4 separate regions of the Mus musculus genome follow, and regions 1, 2 and 4 are each linked to region 3. The links are chromatin contacts, called in public HiChIP or PLAC-seq and Micro-C maps. All regions are on one chromosome and are shown on one strand. Each heading gives the region's core, a stretch centred on a gene start, on an enhancer-like site or on the middle of the called end of the contact. The rest is flanking DNA. Distances are from core to core; before and after follow the strand shown.

What was found. A called contact is a pair of places that touch in the nucleus more often than the background predicts. HiChIP or PLAC-seq counts read pairs in DNA pulled down with a chosen protein or histone mark.
Region 1: a contact with region 3 is called in an HNF4G HiChIP or PLAC-seq map of pancreatic cancer cells. The contact joins the enhancer-like site here to the promoter of Ppp1r13b in region 3. A contact is called at or near these places in 2 of 39 promoter capture datasets (liver and stem cell-derived epiblast-like cells) and 3 of 115 datasets of contacts at active chromatin or transcription factors (memory CD8 T cells, pancreatic cancer cells and thymic regulatory T cells).
Region 2: an H3K27ac HiChIP or PLAC-seq map of embryonic stem cells shows a contact between it and region 3, with 3 times the contacts expected there. The contact joins the promoter of Aspg here to the promoter of Ppp1r13b in region 3. A contact is called at or near these places in 6 of 39 promoter capture datasets (cranial neural crest, embryonic stem cells, liver and 3 more), 1 of 484 Hi-C or Micro-C datasets (cerebral cortex), 1 of 115 datasets of contacts at active chromatin or transcription factors (embryonic stem cells) and 2 of 9 other capture datasets (adipose tissue and embryonic stem cells).
Region 4: a contact with region 3 is called in a Micro-C map of embryonic stem cells, with 3 times the contacts expected there. The contact joins the promoter of Kif26a here to the promoter of Ppp1r13b in region 3. A contact is called at or near these places in 1 of 39 promoter capture datasets (stem cell-derived epiblast-like cells), 2 of 484 Hi-C or Micro-C datasets (both in embryonic stem cells) and 1 of 115 datasets of contacts at active chromatin or transcription factors (embryonic stem cells).

The regions. Positions count from the first base shown.
Region 1 is chr12:111,696,487-111,701,188 of GRCm38.p6, forward strand. It overlaps Gm51961 (a long non-coding RNA gene), which reads left to right. Exons shown (of 2, transcript XR_003950154.1): 1 at 1-2,371; 2 at 3,334-4,702. Among named protein-coding and RNA genes, the nearest start is that of Gm51961, 4.1 kb to the left of the region's middle. Within about 2 kb of position 1,980, at least 47 of the 459 cell types and tissues checked have an H3K27ac peak or open chromatin away from gene starts, as enhancers often do. A contact at or near this core is called in pancreatic cancer cells, where this site is marked.
Region 2 is chr12:112,103,708-112,108,087 of GRCm38.p6, forward strand. Aspg (asparaginase) reads left to right here and starts at 2,976. Exons shown (of 15, transcript NM_001081169.1): 1 at 2,976-3,266. The coding sequence starts at 3,185.
Region 3 is chr12:111,904,858-111,909,362 of GRCm38.p6, forward strand. It overlaps Ppp1r13b (protein phosphatase 1, regulatory subunit 13B), which reads right to left and starts at 3,198. Exons shown (of 17, transcript NM_011625.1): 1 at 3,005-3,198. The coding sequence starts at 3,013.
Region 4 is chr12:112,143,571-112,148,377 of GRCm38.p6, forward strand. It overlaps Kif26a (kinesin family member 26A), which reads left to right and starts at 2,638. Exons shown (of 16, transcript NM_001097621.1): 1 at 2,638-2,836; 2 at 3,144-3,386. The coding sequence starts at 2,795.

The DNA.
Region 1 (4,702 bases), core at 730-3,229, 210 kb before region 3:
AAAAGGAAAAAAAAATTGGCCTTGAGTGCCTCCTGGTGGCCACATGTGAAGAACCAAGAAGGGCTGAGGAATTGTGAAGGAGCTGGAGGTGCTCTGAAGTCAAGGGCTCTAAGCTCTAACCCGTGAACTAACTGGTCAGTAGACTGGATGTGGCCAGGACTGTCTGGAGTCCCCTCTGCACAGCCTGGCAAGGCCAGGCTAGCTCTGTGGGCACCTAGCAATGGAGGTTTTAGAGGACACAGCTGAAACCAGGGAGGAGCCCCGTGTAGTCCCTCCCTGGCATAGAGCTAGGCCTCTTCCACTGCCACTTAGAGGCACCTCCTTGGGGCTCCCGCTCTGTGACTGAGTGAATGCCTACAACAAAAGTCACCTGACTACCTGGGGACAGAATCCTGTAGTCTTTCCATTCAGGGCCACAGAGCCTGTCAGAGCGGCAGAGTGGGTTCAAGGCCACGCTAGCCATAGCAAGACCCTGCCCCAGACACAAAATTACAGGTTGCTTATGTGCTCAGGCATAAAAAGCCAGTTCCCATCTTAGCTATGAGGAAATTATGTGTGGTGAAGAGGCTACCTGGGCTGCCACCTTACATGATCTGAGTCTAGGGTGCTGCCCCTGGAAGCCCCTAGCTACCGACAAGGACCTCATTAGTTTTCAAAGATTTTTTGTTTGCTGGACAGTGGTGTGCATGCCTTTAATCCCAGCACTCAGGAGTCAGTGGCAGGCGGATCTCTTGAGTTCAAGGCCAGCTCTGATCAACCAAGCAGGTTCCTTTATTTTTATTTTAACTGTATGGGTATTTTACCTGCTTATAGAAGAGGGTGGTAGATTCCTTAGAACTGGACTTACAGATAGTTGTAAACTGTCTTGTGACTGCCGGGAATCAAATCTGTATCTGGAAAAATCACCAGTGCTCTTATCTTCCCCCCCCCCCCCTGAGACATTGCTCCAGCCCCACACCCTCATGGCCCATTCTTGGGAAATGACAAGATGCCCCTTGGCGTGCCTGTGCCTACAGTCTGAAGTCCAGGGATCCAGCTCTGCAGATTCTTAATGAGCCTGGAGGCTTTTTGCACTGGCTGTTCTCATCGCCTGCTTGTCCCTGCCGAGGCTCTCACATGGCCCTGGCCTTAGGTCCCTTCCAGTAACCATGTCAGTTCTGGGATGTCTGCTTTTTCTTTGGTCAGGAGTAAGAGTCAAAAGATGACCTTCCGTGGACGGATGGAAACTGCAGTATCAGAAGAAAAAGGGGACCATGCATCCGAGCACAAGGGGCACTGGGAGCCTGCTCAGCCAGCTGATAGACAGGATAGACCAGGACTGGGCTCAGGCTGCAGAGAAGTAGAGTGCTTGGCTCTCTGGGCTCACGTGCCATGAGAATTCTTGCACCTTAAGCACACACCCAAACCCAGCTTATGTGACCTCATCCCATGACTAACTTTTCCTGTCGTCAGGCAGGCCAAACCCCACAACTGCACTTTAGTCCCTAAGGCCAGCCTCCTTGCTGTCTGCCTGTCTATCTCAGTCCTGCTCTGCCTCTTCTGTTGGTCCTATCTTCCTGGCCCCACACATGGGGACAGTTAGGACAGTGTTCTGTCCTAAAACACCCACATTCTCGCACTGGTCATCCAGAGTCCACCTTTGACCCAGGCCCTTCTAGCTTTTGATTTGTACCTCTGAGATCTCCCAGGCTCTGAGAAGTAAGCCTTGCTCTGAGCTTCCCATGGCTGTTCCCACTGGAATGCCTCCCTCTCTGGGGGATTTTTGTTAAGGAAGTGTCCCTAAAGTAGCCTTCACTGCCTTCCCTGTAAAGGTTGCCCCTTTCCCCTTTCTCCTGGTACGTTTGTGGCATCAAGGTTGGGAAGTCAGGACCTGTGTCTGCCTTCTTAGAGTACCTGCCTCACTGCTCTGACACAGCACTTCATGCCTGCAAGCATCACAGGGTTTTGATTAGCTGCGTCCTTGGGACAAAGGGGAAAGGACAAACCTTCTTATGTCCTCAAGGTCTAAGGTGACTCATCCAGGCAGGATGCTGCAACTGAGCTGCCTGTAGGCACTTGATGGCCTTTCCAACTCACTCTCAAGTCAGAAGCCACCTCCTCCAGGGCTTCCTATGACCAGATAACAATCTCTCCATTCTCCACCTTACCTCAGAGGCGGCCAGAGCCAGCTTCTGCGCCTGTGAGACAGCTGCTCTAGGTCAGGCCTGAGTTGGCAAAAGGATGCCTGGAACCCACTGGGGGCAGATGGCTCTCGGTGACACTTTCAATCTGCCATCTGGATCTTGGGCACCTTGCTGTATGGATGTTTGCTGGACATATTCCCTACCCTAGGCCTGGCCAGGAAGATGAGGAGGAGACACAGAAAGCCACGGTATGTACCCCGCAGGCCCTCTCTGCTTCTCATTTGCCACAATGGCCTGAAGCAGGATGACAAATGAGGGAAATTAGGAGCATAAGAAGGGAGAGGAACCCCTCACCCCCCACTACAGAGTGGATTGAAGCCTCTTGCTAGTTGAAATCAAGAATTCTTGGCCAGAGATGGGCAATAGTGGCTCATGCCTTTAATCCCAGCACTCAGAGGCAGAGGCAGGTCAGTTTCAAGAGTTTGAGGCCAGCCTGGTCCACAGATCAAGTTCCAGGACAGCCAGGGCTACAAAGAAACCCTGTCTTGAAAAACCAAAAAAAAAAAAAAAAAAAAAAAAAAAAAGAATGGATGGATGGATGAATGAATTCTAACAAACAAGAACATTTGCCATGAAAACAATATTCTCTATTTAGGGCTATTTTCAGATAAGAATATTAAAACAGGGGCCGGGGCTACAGCTTGGTTGAGAGAGAGGACCAAGGCCTGGAGACTGTGTTCCTAGTTCAGATGGGCCTTGGTATATGCATGTATGCACTCATAAGCACTTATGTGTGCACAATTCGGCAAGTTGCATTAACAATGAACAGTGCTTAAGGTCCGGCCCGAGGGTTATGACCTTGGGTTAGCAAGTCTACTTCCTTCTTTGATAGTTTCTAGGACTCTCAGAAACAAGACCGCAAACCCCTGTATACAGTAGAAATACCAACTTCTCTCCCAAGCCCTTGGCCTAGGTTTTTACCTTATCTGCTGTAATCCCTCCATGCAGGGACCGCTCTGATCACATTTACTGAGAAAAGTGGTTCCTTAGCAACCTCCTGAGATGTAACTAAAGAAGCCACTAAAATTGTGCTTAAGTGAGACTCTCTTGAGAAGCCCACACCCACGCTTGGATGTGTCTTATGTATTCCCTGAGGTCCTCTCTGTTAACCACAATGTCTAAAACTTTGTCAAACTTTCCTTTCTGATAGATTCCAGCTCTGCTTCATTCTGTCCTAAAGCTCCCTTCTGTTCAGAACTCCCACTTCGCTGGGCATGGTGCCACACACCCTTAATCCCAACAATCCAGAGACCGAGGCAGGCAGATCTCTGAATTTGAGGCCAGCCTGATCTACAGAAAGAGAATTCCAGGACAGCCAAGACTACGCCAACATGGAAAACCACAACCCAGAAAGAATCCCTGGGTCACCCGCGTGAGCTGCTGCAGGCAGCAGTGTGTCTTCAGCTGCAGCCCTGCCTCTGACCCGCTAGGTCATGACTTCTCAACCTCTGCTCTCTCCTGGCCAATCTGGTCCTGAAGCTGAGCCCAGGCCTCTCTGCCTGCACCTTTCCCAGCCTAGTTCAGCCAGGACTGTCTTTTAGACTTCACCTATTCATCCACTGAGCTCCAGCTGAGCAGAGTTGGGGCTCGGCAGACACAGTCTGGGGATACTTCAGCCATAGGGCCTCTTCCCTCAGCTCACATCCTCAGGGAAGGGGCTGGGTGGGAGTGGCATGCTCAGGGAATGGCAGATGGAGAGGAACAAAGGTGGGCAGGAGGGTGGGAGACCTGCACTACCACAGGAGAGGTTGTGAGGGCCATTGTCCCTAAGATTGACATTGCCTCTCTACTTTATGGATATAACCATCTAACAACGCATTAGTGATGTGTAGCCCCAGACACCAGAGAGGAAAAGCCCACCCCTGAGCACTTCAGAACCACTACAAGGCAGCTGGGCATGGAGGCACATACTTTCAACCCCAGCACTTGGGAGACAGACGTAGGTGGATCTCTTGAGTTCCAGGCCAGCCTGGTCTACAGAGCAAGTTCCAGGCCAGCCTGGTCTACAGAGCAAGTTCCGGGCCAGCCTGGTCTACAGAGCAAGTTCCAGGACAGCCAGGGCTACATGGAGGCCCTGTCTCAAAATACCAAAATAGAAACAGAACCACACAAGGAGAACAGAATGGACATCTGTCTTGTGAGTGGGACCTGATGGGTGCAGGGGAAAAGGGTGAGTCTGAGGCTCAAGCTCTGGAGGGTGGAGCCTCGGTCACAGTAGGGGCAGGCCCTAACCAGGTGCTAAGCATCTGCAGAAAGCTCTCCGCCCCTCATCTGTGTTCTCAGAAGCCAGTTCACACACCCATAAGGTCATGTCCCTCCTGCCCACCCCCAGGAAAGTTCTGGATTAGTCATGGCTGACCCCTCCTTCCTGGTGGAAACTCCAGGACCTGAAGTGACAACCAGCTATGTACGTACATACATCCACCCACAAGGCAGACACACGAGGCTGAGGCTCTCTGCAGCTGTGGGTGGAATCTGGAATCTGGATTTCTGAGGAAGACAGCCTCCTCAGGGCTGAG
Region 2 (4,380 bases), core at 1,726-4,225, 200 kb after region 3:
CAGAAATCCCCCTGCCTCTGCCTCCCGAGTGCTGGGATTAAAGGCGTGTGCCACCACGCCCAGCTTCATTAAAACTTTTAATTCATCTCTCATTTATTATGAGGCTGTGTGTGCCTGCTCACGTGTACTGCAGCAGGAGTGTGGAGGATCTGAGGCTGTGTGCACACTCAGGTGTACCTCAATGTGGAGGTCAGAGCACAGCTTTTGGGGTTCGGCTCTTGCTTCCATTGTGCTGAGGCAGGGACTCTCTTGTTTCTGCCACGCTGCACACTTGGGTATAACTTGCCTTCTAGCTTCTGGATGACTCTTCTGCCTCCATCTCCAGGCTCAGTGCAGAAATGTTGGGGCCACCACATCTGCTTTCAGTGACCACACTTAGGGCATCAGGCTCGTGAGGCAAATGCCATTCTCTCGGAGCCGTCCCACCCAGTTCTCTGTAGCTTGCTCGGGCTGTCTCCAAACTCACTCTATATGTACAACAGTGTAGAAGTCTCTTTTATTTGCCCGATATAAATCATCTCAGAGCCTTACTGATGAAAATGTTCACCCCATCTAGTTCTTTCTGAACTCTGGCTGGCTGCTTAACTCAGCTGTTCTGGCTCAAACTCCTCTCCAAGATGATTGATTCAAACTGGCTTCTCTGAGCTTCTCGCCGAATTGCTCTGCTTGGCCTCAAACTAACTCCGGCAATTCGTTCTAATTTGGCTCCTTCTTATTCTCTGGCCTCAGCTGCCTCTGCTGGCCTGCACTGAACTGCATGGACTCAGGAGCTCAACTCCACTGTCCTGCACTCAACTGACTGAACAGAGCTGCCTAGAACTCAGAGATCCGCATGCCTGTCTCCTGAGTGCTAGGATTAAAGGTGTCTACCACCATGTCAGGACTTAAGCTTTTCTTTACCTAAAACTTGCTCTATACCAACCAGGTCAGCCTTGAACTCAGAGATCTACTTGCCTCTATCTCCTGGGATTAAAGGCCTGTCAGTAAACTAGCCAAGTCACACAGAGCTAGAAGGTCTTTGGATATGACTCCTTTGCCAGAGCAGCCTTGCTGGATTAAAATTCCTCTACACAACAGGCTGGCCTTGAACTCACAAGAGACCAGCCTGCCTCTGCTCCCCACCCCCAGTGTAGAGATGCACATGTCAGTTTGGTTTTGTTGAGACAGGGTCCCATTTATGTAGCCTGGCTTGGCCTTCCTTCCTCAGCTTTCTGAGCGCTGGGGTTGCAAGTGTGCACCACCATGCTGGCTGATCTTCCTTCTTCCTTGTAAGTTGATGTTCTTTACTTTCTTGTCACAGTGTGGAAAACAGTTGACAAGAGAGCTAGCGTTTGCCTCCCACGCCAAGCTTCAGCACGACACACATTCCCGACAGGCTCGCTGCTCACCTCCCTCTCAACACCATGGTCCTCCGCCTACACGCAGTGTCCCCCACTCCCCGATGCCCACCTGTCTTCCACTCGTCCTTGCATCTGGTAGCAGAGGTCGGGTTAGGACAAACCAGCTTATGCACCCTGCAGGCTGTTCACTGTAAGGATCTCAAGTGTCCCCTGGTCTCCCTCCTGAGCCAGTGACCCCACCCCGTGAGTGCTCTTGTGTTTTAAGTTAGAGCTTCTATTGCTGTGAGAAACACCATGCCCTAAGGTAACTAGGGAGGAAAGGGTTAATTTGGCTTATGCTTCCACAACTTAGACTGCCACAAGGCAGGATCCTGGAGGCAGGAACTGACGCAGAAGCTATGGAGGAGTGCTGCTTACAGGCTTGCTCCTCATGGCTTTCTCAACCTGCTTTCTTATGTACCCCCAGGACCTCCTGCCTAAGAGTGGTACTACCCACGGTGGGTGGCCCCTCCCACACCAGTTGTATGGAAGCCTTTTCTCAGTTGAGGTTCCCTCTTCCCAAATGACTAGCTTGTGTCAAGTTGGCAAATACCAGCCAGTGTTGTTCTAGCCTTAGACCTGGGTACCTGCTCATACTGCCTGACATGTTTGTCCCATTCTGCCCTGACTCTGTCACCATGGCAGCTCTACACGGAGACCTTGGTCACCTGTGGAAGCACTATCACCTTCTTTGTGCCCTGTTTACAGCCGCTACTGTCCCCACCATAGCATTTAACCCCTTGCCATCCTGTCTCTGGAGGGCAAACTCAAGAAGAACAAGAGCTGAGTTCCCTGAACAAGAACTTGACCGCTGACTCCTCCTGGTTCCTTCGTGGCTTTAGCTTCTGAGCTGGGATATCAGCAGAGATGGCCTGCTCCTAGTCAGACTTGGTATTCTGGGTTTGTAAGTCAAATTGTGTTAACAGGGTGGGGTCTGTCCTGGGTGACAGATCAGTATTGAAGGAGATGCACAAGGGGATAAGTAGGGTCTCCAGGGGTGCTATTATAGGTTGGATTTGGGTGTTCAAAAAACAGAGAGACTAAAGACATAGCAAAACATCATGTCCCCACCCCCACCCCCACCCCACGAGGTTCAATTAGGCTCTGAACCTGTGCCACTGAGATCTTTAACTCTCAACCTCTGGGCCTGAGCTCCCAGCAAGTAATCAGGGCAGGGGATCGCTGCCCACCATCCCTTTTGAGACAGCCCCACCTTTGCCTAAAGTAGTCTGGAGGGGACATTTCTGGGGAGGGGACATTTCTGGAGATGGTGCTCAGTTCCCTCTGAAGGGCTGGGTCTGCTCCAAGTTCAGGAACACAGTAGGTGTGCTATCTCTGCATCAGGATCTCCTAGCTCTTAAGACCCTGCTCCTGCATTTCCCTGCCCTCCTGGTGCCTCTAGATCACAAGTGAGACCGGACCCTCAGAGACTCAAGGAGTTTGTGGAGAGTGTCTAGACTGGGACTGGAGAGTGGCCCTGACTGGGCATTCTGGAGGTCCCTGGCCTGAGTTAGGTAAGGCAAACCCAGAAAACCCGCCCCTTTTTGAGGCCCCACCCTCCTATGGTCTCAGCCCATCCCTAGCAGACATTCTTCCTGCCCTTTACAAGAGTCCAAGTGTCCCGCTCTCTACTTTGAAGGTGACTCCTCCTCCACACCCCGAGGTCCAGCCTACCTTGGATCTTCAATTCCCACCAACCAGAGGAGCCCCAGACCTCCAGTAAGCCCCACCCTGCAGTCCCCTCCGCTTCCCGGTCTTGTTTTCCCTTTGGCTCTGTCCCCACTGAGGAGCCAGCTGTCTCAGCCATGGCGCGTGCTATGGGACCAGAGCGGCGGCTGCTGGCCATTTACACTGGCGGCACCATCGGCATGCGGAGCGAAGGCGGAGGTAAGTCTGTGTCCCCACGCCCTAAGCAGAACAACCTCAGGGCTGGGCCACTGGGAACTCTGGGGCTGTCTCTTGAAAGGGGAGAAAGGACCCTTTCTCCTCTGGGAGCTCTGGTGGCTGGAGCCCCGGCCCTAGAAAGGGTGAGGGGCAGAGTAAATGTTCCTGACCTGAAGTTATCTATCCCTGAAGCCATGAGACTCATGGGGGGAGGAGGGACCATGGAAGGCTGCTCTGTTCTGTGCCTGGGGCGCTGGGAAGGATGCTGGAACATTCCACACCTTCTAGCCTATGAAAGCCCTTAGGGTGAGCTAGCTTCCTCTGAGGGACTAACACTGCCTCAGGCAGAGCTGCTTGCCTGCTCTCTCCCTGCAGAGAACCTTTAGTTTTCCTAAACTGAGGGCCAAGCTGGTTGCTCAAGGAGCTTGGGCACCAGGGTCAGGGGCTTGGAAGTCTGTCCTCTGACACATTCTGCTGCCTCTGGTCGAGACAACCTGGGGAATGCCCCCCGGGGACACCCCACTAGCAGGTGAGGTCGTGGCCAATTTGCTTAGCCTTCACTGGACTGATGACAAAGCAACAGCACCCATTAAGAAGCTGAACGCTAGCGGGTCAGTTACTGCAGTGGGCACCGTGTGTGCTGTTGGGTTGTAGTGGGGCCACTCTCTGAGGGCTCCTTTGAGAACACAGGCTCCTGGAAGGAGTGGCTGCTGGGCTGAGGAAGAAGTGTGGCCAGACCAGGACGTGCAGTGTGAGGAAAGGAGAGAGGAACCCAGCACACAGCTTAGAGAGGAGGCTTCAGAACTGCCTAGAACAGGGACTGGCCCTATGCACCGGGACCTTGTCCCACCTGGACTCTTCCCCTCTCGGCTTGACACTTGGGCGACTTCAGTCCTGTTGAACCTAATTGGTGTGGCCCAAGCTAAGGGACCAGTGGACTCTGCGCACAGTCCCACCTGTGGTGACACTGTGCCTCGTGCCCCTTGGATGTCCCCGTGTGTGCTACAGTGGAAGAACATGATGGGTCAGGAAAGTGCAATGAATCCTTGAAGGCCCAGGTCAGTAAGGTGTGGGTTTTCAGATGGGTGAAGGTCTTCTAGGCCCCTTACGAACCCCC
Region 3 (4,505 bases), core at 1,948-4,447:
GGTGAGGTTTTGTCTCAAAGCAAAAACCACAAAAAAAAAAAAAAGTAGAAAGTCACAGAACTTTTTTTGTTTTATTTTCTGACACAAGTTCTCTTGCTGTAGCTCTGGCTGTCCTAGAACTCACTCTGTAGGCTAGTTTTGCCTTGAACTCACAGAGGTTCTCTACTTCCACCTTCCAAGTGCAGGGATTAAAGGCCCAAAGTCTTGGGACTTTAAGTAACAAGCAGGCAGATGTCTTTTACAAAGACTTTGTCAGATGGGAACTTGGCCACTCTTCATTGATTTTCAGGAGCTGAGATCTGGTGCAGTACACAACCATCTTACCAGTTAAAAGTCACCACAGACCAACACTACATACCACTAAGTCTCAAATATACCTGGTAGCCTATCTACCTACATGGGACAATGAACACTTGAAGGGTACCAATCCACCTGAAGAATGCTGTAAATGTATACTTTCAAAGTATTCACACAAAGTTTAGTTTTAAAAAATAGTCACTCGAGAGGCAGAGATAGGCAGGTCTCTGAGTTAGAGGCTAGCCTAATCTATAAAGGATAGCAGAGGCTACACAAAAAAGCCGTATCTTGAAAAACAACAACAAAACAGTCCACCATCACATTGATGACTTAAGGGATCACTTTTTATAATTATAGTTCAGGTGACCTCACAGTGAGGAAATGGCCCAGTGGGTGAAGGCACTGCTATCAAACCTGACAACCTGAGTTTGATCCCAGAGACCCACCCGGTGGAAGGGGAGAGCCTTCCTCTATAAGTTATCTTCTGATCTGCATACTTAATGGTGGGTACTGTGCACATACAACAAATACATGTAATTTAAAAAGTATAATTCAGATAAGCACAGCTAACAAAAAGGTATGTAGAGAACTACTTGGCTTTGTTTACTTTTATAGTACCTAAGGTATTTTATATTGCATTTGATCCTAATGTTATTAAATTCTGACAGTCCTACTGCTTTGAACAACCACAGCATAAGAACCAGTCTTCCTTTGATGATTCACTGTGATGATCAACACCAAATATACAATAAAGCCAGAAAAATCACATTTACACTTTGGATACATGGTATAAGATATTATGAAGAAGGAAAGATGTGTTGTTAAAAGTTGTATTAAATTTACAAGTACCTCCAACCTGTGTTAACAGAGGAAGGACTCAACCATACAAGTAGTATCTTTAGAGATAAAGAAGAAAATACAAAAATAAAACACAAAAAGGGATTAAGAAAAACACCATCGGTTTCTCAAAGTATCTTTAAAAAAAAAGCAGTGTTAAACTAATATAAGATCAGCTTTAAAAAGCACTATTTGAGTTTTTAAAGTAAACATCCCATTTTCAGACTAAACATTTTAAAAACAAAATTTGTTATCCTTCAACGGCATGGATAGAAGTAAAAATGTCTGCGCTAACACATGGAAAAGTAATACAAGTTTCCTAACAGAGCATTTATAATTAAACACTACACAATGAGGGATAAAACCTGCCAAACATTTGATAATCTTCAATATTACTGTAGTGTGACTGCATTATCACCGCAACTACCAGGACTTAACTGCAACGTTCCAAAACACCACAATACCTTTTCAACATGGAGCCAGTAAGAAAAGGGAAGAAATAAAGTGTATCTTGTAAAGATTAGAATCTCAAACTGAAACCCCAAAGCTATATTTAAAATGTGGTATGGCATTCTGCTCAACAATTCTGAAAAGCGTCCTGACTGATCTTCATGATGGTACTTCAAATACTGATATGTTCTTATCCCTATTTTAGAGGGAATTCAGTCTCAACTCTGTCAAGGACACAATATGAAGAGGTACCAGAACAATTATTTGACCCCAGCTCTTCTGACGCCCACTTAGTGCTCTTTCCATTACAAGGCAATCGTTTAAAAACATGCTTAGCATTCAACAAGCCTAACACCAAAGGATTTAAGGATCAAGTAGGTTAAATCTTAAAACTCCACCAACACCAGGGGTTGGAATCAGTTCAAAAGGAGGGAGAAGAGATTATCAAGAAACAGGAAATTATTTGAAGGGGTGGTGGTTTGTAAACTAATGAGCTTGGGTGCAGCATAGCAGAACGACAGTATTCAAGTAAAAATGCAGAGACATATTTCCCCTCTGAAACGTGATCTTTCCACGTAGGCTTCAATTTTTTTTTTCTGTGGATCTGGGATATATAAACTCAGTGATAGAAACACTGGCCTAGTCCTGCAAAGCCCAGGTTTGACCCCCAGCACTTCTAAAACAAGCGAACAAAAAAAAAAAAATAGATTGTGTGTTATTTTATTAGTCTGAGATTTTTTTACTCAATAGACACTCTAAAAACAACACGCCCAACTGGGTACAATCTATGTCACGTTTTTTCCCATTAATTACGACGTATACACTTCACAAAAAGCCTATTTAAAAAAGGAGAGAATTCAGCATCCACTGCTGCTTGTACCGCACGCAGGTAAAGGAAAAGGCAAAGAAGGTGGCAACCCCCAAAACGAAGGTCTTCCTGGCCAAAAGCATCCTTAAGAGCAGGACAAAGGCTCGAGTGACACACAACCGGCTCAACCTTAAGGACATAGGGACATCACGCCAGGTGGAGCAAATGTACCCACGGAGAAGCCTCGGCAAGGGGATTCCTAAGATGGCTCTCTGAATCCACGCACGGCATGCGTTCCTCCCAGTGCAGGGGAAACACATATTCCGAGCGTGCGAACACCGCACCCGGGTGCCCTCGCCGAGGAAATCGAGGCACCGGTCGCTGGCCGGGAGGGGCCGTACACGCCGCAGCCCCGCGCAGCCCGCAGCCCTGCGGAGGCCGCTCGCCCTGTCGGCGACCCCGCCCACGCTCGCTCTCTCGCCCGCCCGCTGACAGCCGCCGCCCCCACCTGCCCCTGCGCTCGCTCGCCCTGCACGCCCGCCCGCCGCTTCCTCCCTGCCGGGCCCGCCTCGCGCGGGGGCCGGGGAACGAGGCGCCGCCGCCCGCACCCACCGGCATCATCGCGGCGCCGTCCGCCGCGCCCGCGCCGCCTGACAGGACGCCGCTCCGGCCGCCTCACAGGCCTCGCACCCGCTGCGGCGCCCTGCGGCCCGGCTGCGGCGAGGCGGCAGCTGCGGAGAGCCGCGCAGCCCTCGCTCGTCCTGTCGCGCCGCCCCGCGTGCCGCGTCGCCGTCCCTCAGCCGCCGCCACCGCCTCTGCCGAAGCCGGCCGCCTTCCGCCACCCACTCGGCTCACCCCGCAGGCTGCGGAGGCCCCGCCCCACGCGTCGCTCCCCCACCCGCCTACGCCACCTATGATTGGTCCGGTGGGGGTAGGCGGGATAAGAGGGCGGGGCTTCTCCGCCGCGGCCAGGTGAGAGCGCGCTCGTGCGCGTCTGCGCTCTCGGCGGCGGGGGAGGGGCGCGCTGCGGACGCCGACCCCGCCCCTCCTCCTGCATACCAGCAAAGGGGGCGTTGGGGCGCCCAGGGACCTCCGAACCTTGTGTCTGCGAGACTTCGGCTCAGGGTCACCTCGGACGAATAGGAAGCAAAGGACAGAGAGGAAAGGGCGGCTGGGTCCGGCCCACAGTCGCGACCGGTGGAGACTCGAACCTCTCAGGTCCGAGAGGCCAGTGGCGAGCTGGCCACAGACCAACTCTGACCGTAACATATACCCTAGGTGTCCAGCGCTATGCGAGGCTACAGGCCGGATCCTATCAGGCGGGCACAGGGTGTCCCCGATGTGTCTGCATCAGCCGATTGCATACCGCTCAGTGTCCCGGGCCCCAGAGACCTGGGACTCTGCCCCCGCTTCCACCGCGGGCTGAGCCATTGAAGCCTTCCTGGACAGGACATACAGGCTCTCAGCCTCAGCCCTTCACACGATCCATCCCAAGACCGAAGGACCCATCCCCACCTGTGTCAGTATCCTTGGAGATCCAGCTGGAACGTCCCAGGGCAGAGTCCAATCTGTACCTTCAGGGTCCAGGTCTGTCCTTAGAATGCTGTCTCCTGTGTCATTTTTCCCTCCAACTAGGGAGCCTGAGTGACAGAGGGTAGAGCAGGCCCCAGAGCAGACCCTCAGCAGAGGCTGCCGGGTGGGCAGGCACCCTTTCTGAGTACTCCACATTGTGCCATTTGCCTGAACTCTGACAGATGAGACACAACGGCTGATGAGCTGCACCGGGCTTAAACTTCCATGAGATTCCAGAAACATGAAGACAGCTGGATGACCCCAAACACAGAAAGGGTAGATCACCTTGGGAAGTACCCAACCCCTGGAGAGGGCAGCAGATGTTGATCAGGGGCAGTTTATAGCCTGTCTGGTTCTCTGAGTGGCGGGAGGCTGCTGCTAAGTCGGGGCAGAGAGAGGGAGGAGGCCAGAGTTACACCAGCCCCCTTATGGGCAGCCACACCTGAGCTTAAGAGGCCATGGGGGTTAGTGATTGAGAGCGTGGACTTTCCAGTTGAACAGACTTGGTTCCACACCACTGCTGACACACCCTCGCTGTGTG
Region 4 (4,807 bases), core at 1,388-3,887, 240 kb after region 3:
AAGCAAAGCCTCGCTGCAAACCTGGGGAGAGAGGGTTCCTAAACACTGCCCCAGGGGTAAGTGCTTTGGAGCACGTGCAGTGTTGGGAGCACCGGGTTATCTGCCTCCCCAAGTCTGTCTGTCTGTCTGTCTTTTTCTTTTCTTCAGACCGGACCCTAAGATGCCTAGGACAGCATAGGGTGAAGCTGGAAAGATGCCCCTTATCTGCAGAGGTTTCCAGGAGCCCAACTTGGTTGCGGTGTCCCTTCCTGGTGGCAGTGCCCACTGCAAAAAGTCCTGGTGTCTTGGGACGCGGAAGGCGGATAGGTGCAGACCTAGCGGGATCCTGGTCCCCCATTCTCTTCTACACACCTCTCCCCAACTCGGGTCCGCGTGTCCGGCTCGCCGCCCGGGCTGAGGGGGCGCTGTCGGCGCGGGCGGGCGGGGCTGTCAGCGCGGGCGCTCGGCGCGGAGCAAGCGCAGGGCTGGGGGGGCGCCGGCCGCCGAGTACTGGGGGCCTGGTGGGCGGCGGGCGCCGTGCGGGGCTCGGCGACGGCGGGCGCGCGGCCAGGGTGCGCGCGGGAGGGGTGGTTACGGCGGCGGCGGGAGACGCTCGAGGACGCTGCCCACGGTCCACTCCTCCATGGCGCTGCCGGGGTCCCCCGAGCCGCCCCGCGGCGCGCCCCGAAAGGTTCCAAGCCTGCTAGAGATGGGGTCGCTCTGCCTGGACTCAGACATCATCCTGGGTTTCACCAGTCACCTCCTGCGGCGGCGAGGCAAGGTGAGAGCTCGCGGGGCCGGGCTGGCAGTGGTGACGCCGTCCCGCGACTTTGCTGCGCAGCACCGCGAAAACGCGGCAGGTCCCGGGCGGAGACCTGTATCTGCACTTTCCCGAGCTGATGCCGCTTGATTCTCCCTCTCTAGTCGAGGCTACGCTGGAACCCGAGCCTTGAGCAGCGATCTTCCACGGAGGAGAGCGTAGCGCAGAGATCGCGGTTATCTCACCTTGCAGGGATGGGCGAGGAAAAAGCCTAGGGGGAGGTGATCTGAGTTCTGAGATCATTCTGGTTGCTTGGTGCATCCCGGGGTCTTGTGGAGCTGTGTTTTTGTGTCCTCTGGGAACTCGAACGTAGAGTATGCTTCCCGAAGAACCGCGCTGGTGCGGGGAAGTGAAGTTGCGGGTGTGGCCCATCATGAGCGCAGGCCCTGGGTTCCGGGTGATGCTTCTCGGTGTGCGTGTGAGGAGTATGTGTGCGTGTGTGTAAGTCGATAACAATGTATGAGCCTCCTGGGCCCCGGGTGTTTGTTTCAGTGCGGTAGAGGGGCGGGCGGGGTGACGCTGTTTGTAGTGCTTGCAGGGGTGGACTGAGGAGGGTGGTGCCTGAGGCTACCCGGATCCCATGGTGGGCCGTCGCCTGCCTGTCTTCCCTTCGCAAGGCTGAGAAGGGCCTGGAGGCTTGGGGGTTGCAGAAAGTGGGGAGCCCGTTCCCAGTTTATTCATGACTTCCTGTCGTGTTTACAGACTCTTTTAAGTCGTAGATGACCTGGAAAACCGGATCTTCATCCCACTCTTGGCCAATAGTGCGTAGGAGTGGAGGGCTAAGTAAGCAGGGTCCAGGTGGGGAAAGGAGAGGTCGTTTGACAGACCTTATACCGTGCGAAGGTCTGACTGCTCTGGGGATGTCCGACCAGGGTCTTTCCTTGAATCACCCTGGCTCAGCTGTCCTAAGTCTCAGCCTCAAGCGGAAAGCTCTGCGCTCAGAACGCGTGGTGTCCTGTCTCTGCGCCCTCGAAACCTGTGCTCACTACGGCCGGCAGGTGGCGCTTGTGTCACGGGGAGCCACGCCGCAGATCCCGCCTGGCTCCTATCTGGGGTTTCGGGTTGATCCAGAGCTTGGGCCGGAGTCCCCCGCGACCTCAGAAGGTGGTGACATTTGGGGTCTGACTTGGGCGAGAGCAACAACTGGTCGCTGGGGAAGGAGGGAGACCTCCGGGTCGGAGACAAACAGGCAATTAATTCCGGAGCTAACTCCCCATCTGCCAGGCCGGCAGACAACAGGTCCGGCACACCCCCAGGGCCAAGCCGCAGCGCTTCCTCCCACTTCGCAGGCGGCTCAGTGTGCAATCCATTTTAAGGCACAGGCGCGGCTGCAAGGACACTTCGAGACAGTTCGTAGCCCCTCACTGCACTTCTTGAAACACGACCCTCATCCATGAGAGACAGTTGGCGCCAAAGCATGGCCAGACACACTCAAGTGCTCTGGGTGTTCTGGGGAAGCCGTTGGCCCGGGTCCAGCCCCTTTCATTACCCCCCATCCCCCCACCCCCACCCGCTTTCGTGCTGTGCGATCTTGGGCAAAAGCTTCAGTTTTCCCGCTCGCAAAGTGATGAGAGTGTTGGGTGCCTCCCAGGAGGCGCACTCCATCCTCGCTCAGGAGAGACAGAGGCGCATGCGTGCGCGTAACTTGTGTCTCGGCAGCCCCCACCGCCCCTCCCGCATCAACACTCAACTAACAGGTTGGGGGTCCTAGCAGTAGGCGGGGCCGCAAGGAGGAGCGGGACCCCCGCCCACTTGGCTCTGCTCAGGATGGGGGCGGCGCTCTGGCGTCCCGCCCCCTTCCCTCCCCCTACAAGCTTTGGCCCGCCCCCGCCCAGCCTGTCCCGGAGCAAGCCGGTCGCGTCCACAGCGTGCTCTCCGCCACTCGCCTGCTCTGCCAACTTCAGAGCAGCAGGCCTGGCCATGGGGGTGCCCCTGGGCCGGATCACGTAGCCACTGTACCCCGAGAGCCAACGTATCCCTTCCTGCGACCGTGCCATGGTCGGCCGCGGCGCCTCCTTGTGTGCGGTGCAGCCCGCGGTACGCAAGGCCCTGCTAGGAGCGGGCGGCTGGGCTCGACGGGCACCGGGTTCAGAGCCCAGGACAACGATGATGCTAGCGGGGTGTACAGCGCCCTCTAGGGGTGGGGCGCGGAGCGGGACGGGGCCCCGAGCGTCGGGCTGGGGCTTCTTCTTCAGGGACTCCTGGCGTTGCATCCAGGGCCCTAACTTTTGTGCGAGCGTGGCTTTAGGGGCGTGAGCGACTGGGTCTGGAGTCGGCCGCGTGGAGTCCCGCAGTGGCGCCGCGCGAAGGTTTGGGCTTACTGTCCCATCTCCAACCCCCGCAGGTGGCTGAGTGCGGCCCGGCTCGAGAGACCCCGCCACTTGAGGTATCCCCGCGCAAGAGGCTGCCCGCCGGGCTCGATCAAGACCCATGCAGCAGCCGCCCTGCTCCGGAGGGCGCCGGGGCCAGCGCTGAGCAGAGCCACTCGGCCGGTGGGGGCGGGTGGTGCCGCCACTGCCACACGAAGCTCGTGGAGCTAAAACGACAGGCGTGGAAGTTGGTCAGCGGGCCCGGGACTCCTCTCCGGGTAAGTGACCCCTCTTCAGGCCATATCTCAAACAGGGAAGGGCTGGAACTTGGGAATCTTTGGGGCTGGGGCTTGGAGCGTGGCGAGTTCATCGTGCCCCCACCCCCACCCCGTGCCATAGTCTGCAAGAGTGTGTGTTGGTGCACCTCACCCTAGGAGGCCTGCTGCGTGTCATAGGGGGTTGGGTAAATTTCTTTCCTAGCCACAGATGTCCCACAGCTGGAATCAGTCTGTGTTTGGGAGGGGTAGAAAAGGGGAAGACGGGACCTCACTCCCAGGGCAGGGCTTGTCATGGTGAGGCACTTTGGGCATCTGGACATTGGCATGCCTGTATAGAGAGGGCATAAAAGGTGAGAGAGTGGGCCCCTTTCTGCACCCGGGGGCCGTGCATCATTGTCCCATACCTACTCAGTGTCTGTTATGGGCCTGTGCCCTGCCCTGGCTCTCTGCCTCTGGGGCCCAGGCCTTCCGTGTGGGTAATGACTCTTGAGCCTCGGGGTTTCCCAGGCTGCAGCATGGCAGGCAGGCGCTGGTGGGAGAGGAGTCTACTGGGCTTTCCGGCCAGTCTTGCCAGGCATGTAAAGAACTGGAGTATTGTTCCAGGGAACAATGGTCTCTGGAAGTGTGCAATGCAGGGGTGTGGGGGGTCTCCACAGGAAGCTGCTTCTAACCTTCAGCCTTGGTGAACAGTCCTTGGGAAGCGCCTGTAGTCCCCATCCTGTCCCAGTACCTCTAAGGAGTGCTGTGGTTAGGAGGAGACCCTGGGTTTCCTTTGGGTTGGGTCAGATATGGTGGATGCCAGTCAGGTGTGTCTATGCTGGGCTCCTTTCCAGGTCCCCTGGCTTGTCTGTGGCGGGGATGTTAACAGCCTCTCAGACCAGCTAGATCTGTGGACCCGAATGGGATGGGATGGCTGACCATGGGTGTTGTTTGGCTTTTGCCAATGGCCTTTGCTGAGCCCTGGATCTTAGAAAGCCTTGAGGATCTCAGAGAGGGTCCTTGGGATATTCTCCCGAGGTCCTTCAGGAAGCAAGCTGATCTAGGAGCCGAGCTGCCTCCCCCTCTGACTGTGCTGCCGCCCAGGACCTGGCCGACTGGATGGAGTCCTAGTAAAGGAAAAGCTGCGGTCATAGTAGTGAACTGGTGGGGTTGGGGGCCGTCAATGGAGGTCTGTGGTCTCCTGCACACACTGCTGCCCCTCTCCACGTTCCTGTGTGTGGCTTTTGGCGTAAGCTGCTCCTCCGCCCTACCAGTTAAGGCTTACTTGACCTTGCCTGGCCCTGGTGGTGGGCAAACCAGGGTCCTGGCCAAGGGTTTGTGTGGCTTTGAGCATCTTATCTACTATGTGTTTTGTCTTGTTTCACGAGGAAGCTTCAGTCTGTCCTGGGAATGCTGTCTAACCTGTGGGGTGCTGTGCTCAG